3 separate regions of the Sus scrofa genome follow, and all the other regions are linked to region 3. The links are chromatin contacts, called in public HiChIP or PLAC-seq maps. All regions are on one chromosome and are shown on one strand. Each heading gives the region's core, a stretch centred on a gene start, on an enhancer-like site or on the middle of the called end of the contact. The rest is flanking DNA. Distances are from core to core; before and after follow the strand shown. Region 1 overlaps BATF (basic leucine zipper ATF-like transcription factor). Region 2 has its middle 31 kb from the start of BATF. Region 3 has its middle 25 kb from the start of FOS.

The links. HiChIP or PLAC-seq counts read pairs in DNA pulled down with a chosen protein or histone mark.
Region 1: an H3K27ac HiChIP or PLAC-seq map of alveolar macrophages shows a contact between it and region 3, with 4 times the contacts expected there. The contact joins two enhancer-like sites. A contact is called at or near these places in 13 of 47 Hi-C or Micro-C datasets (adipocytes, alveolar macrophages, brain and 9 more) and 2 of 2 datasets of contacts at active chromatin or transcription factors (alveolar macrophages and skeletal muscle).
Region 2: an H3K27ac HiChIP or PLAC-seq map of alveolar macrophages shows a contact between it and region 3, with 5 times the contacts expected there. The contact joins two enhancer-like sites. A contact is called at or near these places in 1 of 5 promoter capture datasets (liver), 33 of 47 Hi-C or Micro-C datasets (adipocytes, alveolar macrophages, blood and 16 more) and 2 of 2 datasets of contacts at active chromatin or transcription factors (alveolar macrophages and skeletal muscle).

The regions. Positions count from the first base shown.
Region 1 is chr7:98,691,943-98,694,740 of Sscrofa11.1, forward strand. It overlaps BATF (basic leucine zipper ATF-like transcription factor), which reads left to right. Exons shown (of 3, transcript NM_001244571.1): 3 at 1-288. Among named protein-coding and RNA genes, the nearest start is that of BATF, 23 kb to the left of the region's middle. Within about 2 kb of position 1,284, at least 34 of the 83 cell types and tissues checked have an H3K27ac peak or open chromatin away from gene starts, as enhancers often do. A contact at or near this core is called in alveolar macrophages, brain, fetal skeletal muscle and 4 more, where this site is marked.
Region 2 is chr7:98,637,670-98,640,543 of Sscrofa11.1, forward strand. No RefSeq gene overlaps it. Among named protein-coding and RNA genes, the nearest start is that of BATF, 31 kb to the right of the region's middle. Within about 2 kb of position 1,487, at least 1 of the 83 cell types and tissues checked has an H3K27ac peak or open chromatin away from gene starts, as enhancers often do. A contact at or near this core is called in alveolar macrophages, where this site is marked.
Region 3 is chr7:98,473,153-98,476,000 of Sscrofa11.1, forward strand. No RefSeq gene overlaps it. Among named protein-coding and RNA genes, the nearest start is that of FOS, 25 kb to the left of the region's middle. Within about 2 kb of position 1,374, at least 42 of the 83 cell types and tissues checked have an H3K27ac peak or open chromatin away from gene starts, as enhancers often do. A contact at or near this core is called in alveolar macrophages, brain, fetal skeletal muscle and 4 more, where this site is marked.

The sequences.
Region 1 (2,798 bases), core at 34-2,533, 220 kb after region 3:
TCCCAGGCCTCAGGAGGGGCACACAGACTGTGGCCCGGCGGCGGCCCTTGTCCCTCAGCGTCCTCTCCCCGCCTGGAGACCCGAAGCCCGACGCCTTGGACCAGGATTGAACACAGGACGTGGCACCTGGAAGCATGTGTGGCCGCAGGGCAGTGTGTTGCCTGCTGGGAGGCCTGGGCTGGACCTTGGTGGGGTGGGAGGCCCCGTCCAGGGGGAAAGGAGGGCGGGGTTATTTTTCTCTATAAAAGTCTGAAAAGAAGCCATTCTGGCAAGGGCTTGAAACCTTCATTCTGTGGAGCTGGGGTTGTTGTGTTGTTGCTGTTGTTTGTTCTGTTTGTTTTCTTGGCCTCAGGAGCCTTTAACGCTTGGGAGGCTTTACGGCCATTGCTTCTTTCCTGCGGTCTGTGAAGCTACTTGGCAAGCTGGGTTTTCACAAAGAATCGTCAATCCTCCTTCTAGGTAGCTTCTTGATTCTCCTCCCTAAATCATCTCACTGTGACCTTGAACTTTCCATTCCTCGCTGCCTCATGCTTTCTAGATGGTCAGCCTAGACCTTTCTAGGCTCATTCTCTAGACGGCAGAAGGACCAGGGCCAGGCTGGTGGGGTAGGATGGTCCTTGGATTGACACCCTCCTCTGCCGGGACTGCACTTGCTCCCACGGGTCCAGGCGGCCTGCACTGGGTGATGCTGTGTGCTGTTGGCTCTGCGCCAGGAATTCTAGCAACGCCAGGAACCCCCCCACATGTAAAGGGGTGCTTTCCTCAGGCTCTCCTGGGACAACATGGTTTGGGGACATGGGCACTCCCTGCCCAGCTGAAGACTCCACCTCCCCTGGGATGCTGTGGTAAAGCACGCACACCTCTGCCTGTGTCCATGAGGCTCTGCAGGCTGCTGTTTTGAGCATGGTTTGAGGGCAGCGGTGGCTCAAGTAACACAGGGTTGTCTTCAGGACTTCCCATCCACCAATTTTGGCAGAGCTGAAATCAGTGTGCTCCAGTCCCCCTGCTCTTCTGAGGTCCCCAGGCCATGCCCTCTGGCCTGAACCACATCACGTCACTGTCCAAGAGCCCCAGCAGGGCCTGCCCACATGCACAGCCCCTGCTGAGCCAAAAGCCACAGGGATTGCCATGGAAGGTGTCAGATGCAGCCCCTCTGGTCTCCCCGTCTCATCCCTTGGTCCTTCAGAGGGGCTGCTACCACCTGCTGCCCCCCTGTAAGTGGTCATCTTGGGAGGCTATGAGCACAGGGGAAAGAGAGAGGCAGGCTGGTCTCCAGCCTGCCTGCCCACAGCTCTGGCTGGCTTGAGTCAAGTTTCTGGCTCTGGGCCTCCCCTGGACTGTGCCAGTGCGAGGCTAGTGTCATTACTTAACTCTTCAGAGGCCTGGAAAGGCTGGCACATGGACACCTGACCCCCTTGTGGCCCACAGAGGGAAGGAGTCCAAGCCAAGGGCCTCTGAAGGCACACCACCACTGGGGGGGCCCCTCACCCCTTCCCTCACCCCTGAAGCTGATGCCCATGGATGCCCAGAATGTGAGAAGGCTCAGAGCTTGTTAGAGTCAGCCCAGAGGGCCTTCCCGGGGTATCAGCATTGCTTCCAATGAGTCCTGCATTTTAACCTTTGGTCTCCCAATACAACTTGGTACATGGGACTCCTCTTCCAGTGCACAGACCCAGCAAAGACTGGGGTGCATGGTGAGGGGCTAAGGCAAGGAGGGTCTCTCATCATTTCCCTTCAGGGTCTGACTTCTGGTAGCTCACACTCTGTTGTTCCTTCCCACCCCTGTGTTAACCGGCAAAGCCAAGCCAGTGGTCCCTCAGATGTGGCCTGCATTGACTGGAAGGTGTTTTTCTTTTGCAGTCTGGAAGCAACACTTCAGGCCCAGCTGTCTTTAGAGCTAGTTCAGCCCGGGCCAGGCCTCTCACGGGCCTCCTTCCAATCAGAGCTTTTTTCCTCCCCACCCCTGCTCTAGTGCTGTGATTTCCCCCCAGAAACCCCCGCCGAAGGCACATGACCAGTGCTGGGCATCGTCTGAATGACATTCAGAGCCAGAACCAGAAATGCGGGGCTCACGTGTGCTACTCCCGTCTCTCAGCAAGGACTTCTCTTCCCCTTTCATTCTTTACTTTCTAATGACCCCAGGCAGTTCCACTTCTCCTTTCTGATCAGTCTGACTAGGGTGAATGCCAAAGCTGACTTCATCTCCACACAGGAAATTGGAGGGGCAGCTATAAATAGATCTCAACTTCCAGAACCTTGACCGCAGATTTCCTACCACCCAGGTCTGTCCCCCCAGCCTCTTGCCGATGACAGGGCTAGCTCCCTCAGGCTGGTGGACCACTGACCCACACTCAAATGCCTCAAAGGCCCAGGCAGGTACTATTAATACATGAAACTCACTGGCTGTAGGACAGTTGGGAGTGGTGGGGAGTGTGGCAAGTGGAAGCGTGAGTGCTGCTTAAAGCAGCGAGCTGGCCCTGGGTTCTATTCCATGCAGCCATGGAATTCAGGCCCAGAACTACCATGTCTTCCATTCATCCGTTCATCAAAGCCCAAATCAGAATTTCTGCAATAATCCTCTGATTTTTAAAACACTCTGCAGACCAAACAAAATGGGTGTGTGGAGCAGGAGCAGGTTTGCCCTTAATATTTGCAGGGCCTGGGACAAGAGTACAAACGGAGGCCAATACTGCATGTCTAAATACTTACATATTATACATTAAGCTTATAAAATATGTAGATATGTTAAAATAGGTTCTTTTCTCCTGCCTTGGCAAATACATCCTCATAACAGCCTG
Region 2 (2,874 bases), core at 237-2,736, 160 kb after region 3:
CATCTGGGGCCTCACAGGTGAGCAAGTGAGAGACACTTGGGCAGAAAGGATCACACACACGTGCACACACACACACACACACACACATTTTCCCTTGCTGAGTTTAAAAGTGGATCACTAATATGTGTGATTCACTTTATTGCAGGGTCTGGAACCAATCTCACAATGCCAGGATCCTGATAGCAGTTTCATTAAGCCAAAATATAGGTAAATGTATATCTATGTGTGTATGTATATATTTAAATCTATCTGTTTCTACATCTACCCGGAAAGATATTCATTAAAATATTAACCTAGGGCAATTTTTCTCCCAGGGGTGGGATTATAATAGTTTGATCAATAGGTTTCCATATTTTCCAATTTTTCTGCCATTACCATGTGTTAGTTACATTATCTGAAGAACAAGGTCAAAGCCCATTCTCTTCCTTTCTTTTTTTTAAAAAAATGTTATTGGTGTGTAGGTGACTTACAACATTGTGTTTGTTTCAGGTGTACAGCAAAGTGAATCAGCCATACCCATACATATATAGCCATTCTTTCTTTCAGATTCTTTCCCCACAGAGGCCATCAGAGTACTGAACTATGCAGTAGGTCCTTGCTACAGATCGACTTTGTATATAGTAGTGAGTATATGCCAATCCATCCCTCCCCTCCTTTGGTAACCCTAAGTTTGGTTTTGAAATCTTTGAGTCTGTATCTATTTTGTGAATAAGTTATTTTGCATCCTTTTTTATCAGATTCTACCTATTAGTGATCTCGTATGATATTTTTCTTTCTCTGTCAGACTTACTTCATTTGTATGATAATCTCTATGTCCATCCATATTCCTGCAATGACATTATTCCATTCTTTTCTTATGTCTGAGTAATAGTTCATCATATGTATATGTACCACAACTTCTTTATCCAATCCTCTATTGATAGACATTTAGGCTGCTTCCATGTCTTGGCCATTGTCAATAATGCTGCAATGGACTTCCCATGAGGCTCACACCATTCTCTCTTAAATGGCTGAGGATTCCATGTCTAGGGGGTGCTTTTTGGGTGATGAAGGAGGCCCTTTCTCATTTTTCCTCTCTACCTCCCATCCTTTGAGGGTGGTTCTAGGAGAACCTCAAATGGACTCTGCTTTCTCGGACCAGTGTCTTTGCTGCCCTCTGGTGGTCATTTGAGACCTCAGCAAGTCCAATGACCAAAACCCTTTTAAGGGACTTATTCCTTTTATCAGCTACTCCCATTGCATGCAGAAGTTTCTGGGCCAGGGATCGAACCCAAGCCATAGCAGCAACCTGAACCACTGCAGTGACAACCCCAGATCCTTAACCCACTATGCCACAAGCGAACTCCCAAATTTGCCTTCTTAAGGCTCATTTCTTTGAACCCTCTCCCTCTCCCGCCCCCACCAAGGCTGAGCATCCTTACTACACTGGATGACTTGCTCCAGTGTAAGCTTCTTTAAGGCTCTTGTGAAAGGAGTTTCCACTGTAGTGCAACAGGATCAGCAGCGTGGAGCACTGGGATGAGACATGATCCCCAGGCAGGCACAGTGGCTTAAGGATCCAGTGTTGCTACAGCAGCAGCATAGGTGGCAATGGTGGCTCAGATTTGATCTGATCCCTATATGCATGCCACAGAGTGGCCGAAAAAGAAGAAGAAGGAGAAAGAGGAGAAGATTAAGAATTAGAGGAAGAGGAAGGGGAAGGAGAAGAAGAAGAAGCTCTTGTGAAAATGTCAATTTTGTGAAAGCAAGAGCCCCTTGGCCTTGATTACACAGCCAGAGGGCTTGAGTTTCATCAGTGGAAGGGCACTGGAGCATGCTCACCTGCTTCTTTCTAATAGTTGATCAAAGCAGTATATGGTTTTGGTCAGTATCATTACTGCAAAAGCCACCAGCACACCTGCTGAAACGCAAAAAGACGGTGCTTCTCACAGTCCGAGAACACTCTGAACTCCTACAGAATAACAATCAGTTAAGGCTGGTTCCAGGGCCCCCACCCTGGGACGCTTTGAGATTGTGTGGCTTTAGGCAAATTGTGTCACTTCTCTGTTCCTTCATCTGTAACAAGGAATCATTACCATACCTGCCTGGATTTAAACCCTGATCTACCACTTATCACTTGAACACATTACTTAACACCTCTGTGCCTCAGTTTCTTCATCTATAAAATGGAGGGGTGGGGCAACAGTGCCTAATTCATAGGGCTGGGAGGATAGAATTCATCAATACATGCGAATGATTAGATCAGTGCCTGGAATATAATTAGTTCTCAATAAATTTTGATTTTCATTGTTACTGTTACCAGTTACCAAAGTATATTAAGTTAAATGTCATTGTAAGAATACTTACAAACCCTTACATAAAGGGATTTACTATTTAATAAGCCTTTTATGTCTTAGAAACCATTCTAGCTGCTATTTATTTAATAGTTACTGCAACTGTTCAAGGAAGATGTTATCTTCCTTTTATAAATGAAGAAGCTAAGATTCAGAGAGATTAAGCAATTCACACAAGGTCACACAGCTAGGAAACATAGAACCAGAGTTTAATTTCATTGGTTTGGCTCTGGAGCCTCTGTTCTTTCCTGTCTGATTGCCTGCTGCCTTCGAGGTTAGCTCGTTTTTATTAATTTGGAATACTTTACCCCCACTCTATTCAGTTTTAAGTTAAGGTAATGCTAGTTGCCACAACAGATAAACCCAAATCTCTGTGGCTTTGGGTAATAGAACTATATTTCTCATCAATGCAATAACTCATGAGAGCATTCCCCTTTGGTGGCGGGTCTTCCACATGGTGATTCAGGGACCCCAACTCCTTCTATCTTGTGGTTCTCTGCTCCCTGAGGGCTTTGGAGTCCTCTGCATTTAGCTGGTAAGT
Region 3 (2,848 bases), core at 124-2,623:
GCCCTGACACTGCTTCAAAGGTCAAGGCAAGAGATGGACCTTTTATGTCAGAAATCAGAGGATCTGGGATAAACTCAGGAGCTCTAAAGCCAAGTGAGTTTGTTTGTTTGCTTGTTTTTTTTTTTTTTTTTTTTTTTTTTTTTTTGGCTGCACCTATGGCATGTGGAAGTCCCTGGGGCCAGGGATCGAACCAGTACCACAGCTGGAACCAGAGCCACAGCAGTGACAACACCGGATCCTTACCTCACTGAGCCACCAGGGAACTCCTAAAATGAGTTATTCGAGAGATAAAAATCTGATGAGGAGTTCCTGCTGTGGCACAATGGGATTGGTGGTGTCTCTGCAATGCCAGGATGCAGGTTCAATTCCCAGCCCTGGCACAGTGGGTTAGAGGATCTGGCATTGCAATGTGAATCGCAACCACGGCTCTAATCTGAACTCCATATGCCGCAGGGTGGAAAAACAAACAAACAAAAAACCTGATGAAATGATAAAAGGCTAGAAGGTATGTTTTCAAATTAGTTGTAAACAATGTTCCAGATTCCGGCTTCTGCACTGTCCAAATAATAAAGGCAAAACCACCCCAAATGATGAGGCGAGGCGTCACTTGGGAGTTTCCGTTGTGGCTCAGCAGTAATGGACCCGACTAGTATCCATGAGGATGCAGGTTCCATCCCTGGGCTCCTTCAGTGGGTTAAGGATCTGGCATTGTAGTGGCTGTGGTGTAGGTCGGCAGCTGCAGCTCTGATTAGACCTTTAGCCTGGGAACTTCCATAGGCTGCAGGTGCAGCCCTAACAAAAAACAAACAAACAAACAAAAAGAGTCACTTGGGATGTCTGTCACCACATTCACTTCACTGTTCCTCAAAATCCATACAGCTGTCTCTTCTTCATCCTCGGTTTATTTTTGATGTTTCTGCACACCTGGACTCTTCTGCTAACACGTTGTCACGTTTCCTTCATTTCATCAAACAACAGGCCCACTTGTCATCAGGAGCGTGGCACACAGTTGGGTTAGTAACAGTGCCCTGAAGTTGCCTGGGGGAGCAGAGTATTAGTGTATTATCTGATGCCCAGGCTTCCTGTGGGCTCTGCCTTGCATGAAGGGCTCTTCTAGATCTTGTTATTATGATGGGGAAATACCCCACGGTGCCAGGAAATTCCTGCCCAGGCAGGAGGCTGACTTCCCAGAACCCCAGGGAATCCAAGCGCAGCCCCCTGGAGCCAATCGGCAATGAAGCTGCCTCAAACGGACAAGCAAAACGAAGCCCAACAAAAGCAGCTGGAACCCAAACAAACAGACGTGGGTGAGGCTGGGAGAAGAGTCAGGCCTGGCGTCATCCAGGCTCTGGGCCATGTCGTTGTCATGGGGACGGCCAGCCGTTTACCAGCAGGCAGCAGAGCCAGATCTCCGAGGGGGAAGCCCGACGTGGGGGCTGGGGTGCCCCTGGGAGGCGGGGGATGGGGAGGGAAGGGGCTGTGCTTCTTCAAGTGATAGAAACCCACAGAGACAGCACAGTCACTTCTAGGGAGTGGCTTCTTCTCTCAGAAGGTGGGGTCAGCCCCAAGGGGTGGGGGGCAATGGGCTCAGAGAGGCTGGCTGGCCTGAGAGGGAGGGAAGTGGCCACTGAAACAGCAAAGAAGCCTCTGGAAAAGCTGGAAGGCTTTCCGGGCAGAAAGGATTTGCAGCTGTGTTAGCTTTCTGGGCAAAACATGAATTGAAGTGGATCACAGAGTTCTTTAAAACAAAAAGACAAAAATAATACATACACACACACACAGTGGTCAGTGGAGGAGAGAGGGGCCTTTGGGAACTTCCGAGGTGGCCCAGGAACATGTCCTAAGTCCTTCTCCAGGAGTTTCTTTATGGTGTGTTTTTTTCTTTTTTTTTTTTTTTTTTCTTTTTTTTCTTCTTTTCCTGATGACCACACTTCAAGTCATTTCCTGGAAGAATGAATAGCATTCTGAGAAAACAAAATGTTAGAAAATTCTGTTTTTCAGGGCAGGGCCTAAAAGGTGTTTGTGTCCATGAGAGTGGGTTCCGGTAGAATAAAGAAGAGGCTCTCTTTCTGGCTAAAGTGCAACATTAGCCAAAAGAAACGCCAATGGAGAAGAGAATCTTGGGAACTTCCTCCAGAAATCTTGCTGCTAATCCATCTGTCATACAAAAGGACAATCCCATAAGCTATGACGTTTCTAGAGCAGTCACTTCAGAGAGTCAGAAAGTGGGATGGTGGGAGGGGAGGATGGGGAGTTACTCTTTAACCAGGATGGAGCTGCAGTTTGGGAAGATGAAAAGGGATCCGGAGATGGGTGGTGGCCATGGTTGCACCACAGTTTTAACGGTAACTTTAAAATGGTTACAGTGATAAACTCTATGTTAGGCATATTTATGTTATGCATATATATCTACCTCAGTTAAAGACAGTCTTCTCGTTGTACCAGGAGACGGTGACATTTGCTGGGAGGCTGACACCCAGGGCGTGCTTGTTCACCTGGCTGGGCCTCTGCTGTGTCATCCATTAAGGGGGCATGTCTTCCTTCAGCCAATGAGGAAGAACAGGCATGAAAGCGTGTAGTGAACAGGAATGCAGCACAAGAACGTGAAATGTGATTAAGGTGTTATTTCACAATTCATTTTTTTTAGGTACCCAAATGCCAGGAGACACGTTGAAAGGAGAAAGGGGGGAGCTTTGAAGAAACGAAGGAAGGGATTATATTTGGCAGTTAGAGGATGTGGAAAAAACCCAAATATTTTAGGAGAGTAGATGAGAATTTGGGGCTTATTCTCAGAGACCAGAAGGTATGACCAATTCGGACTGTCACAGCCATTTAAAATACTTCTCCC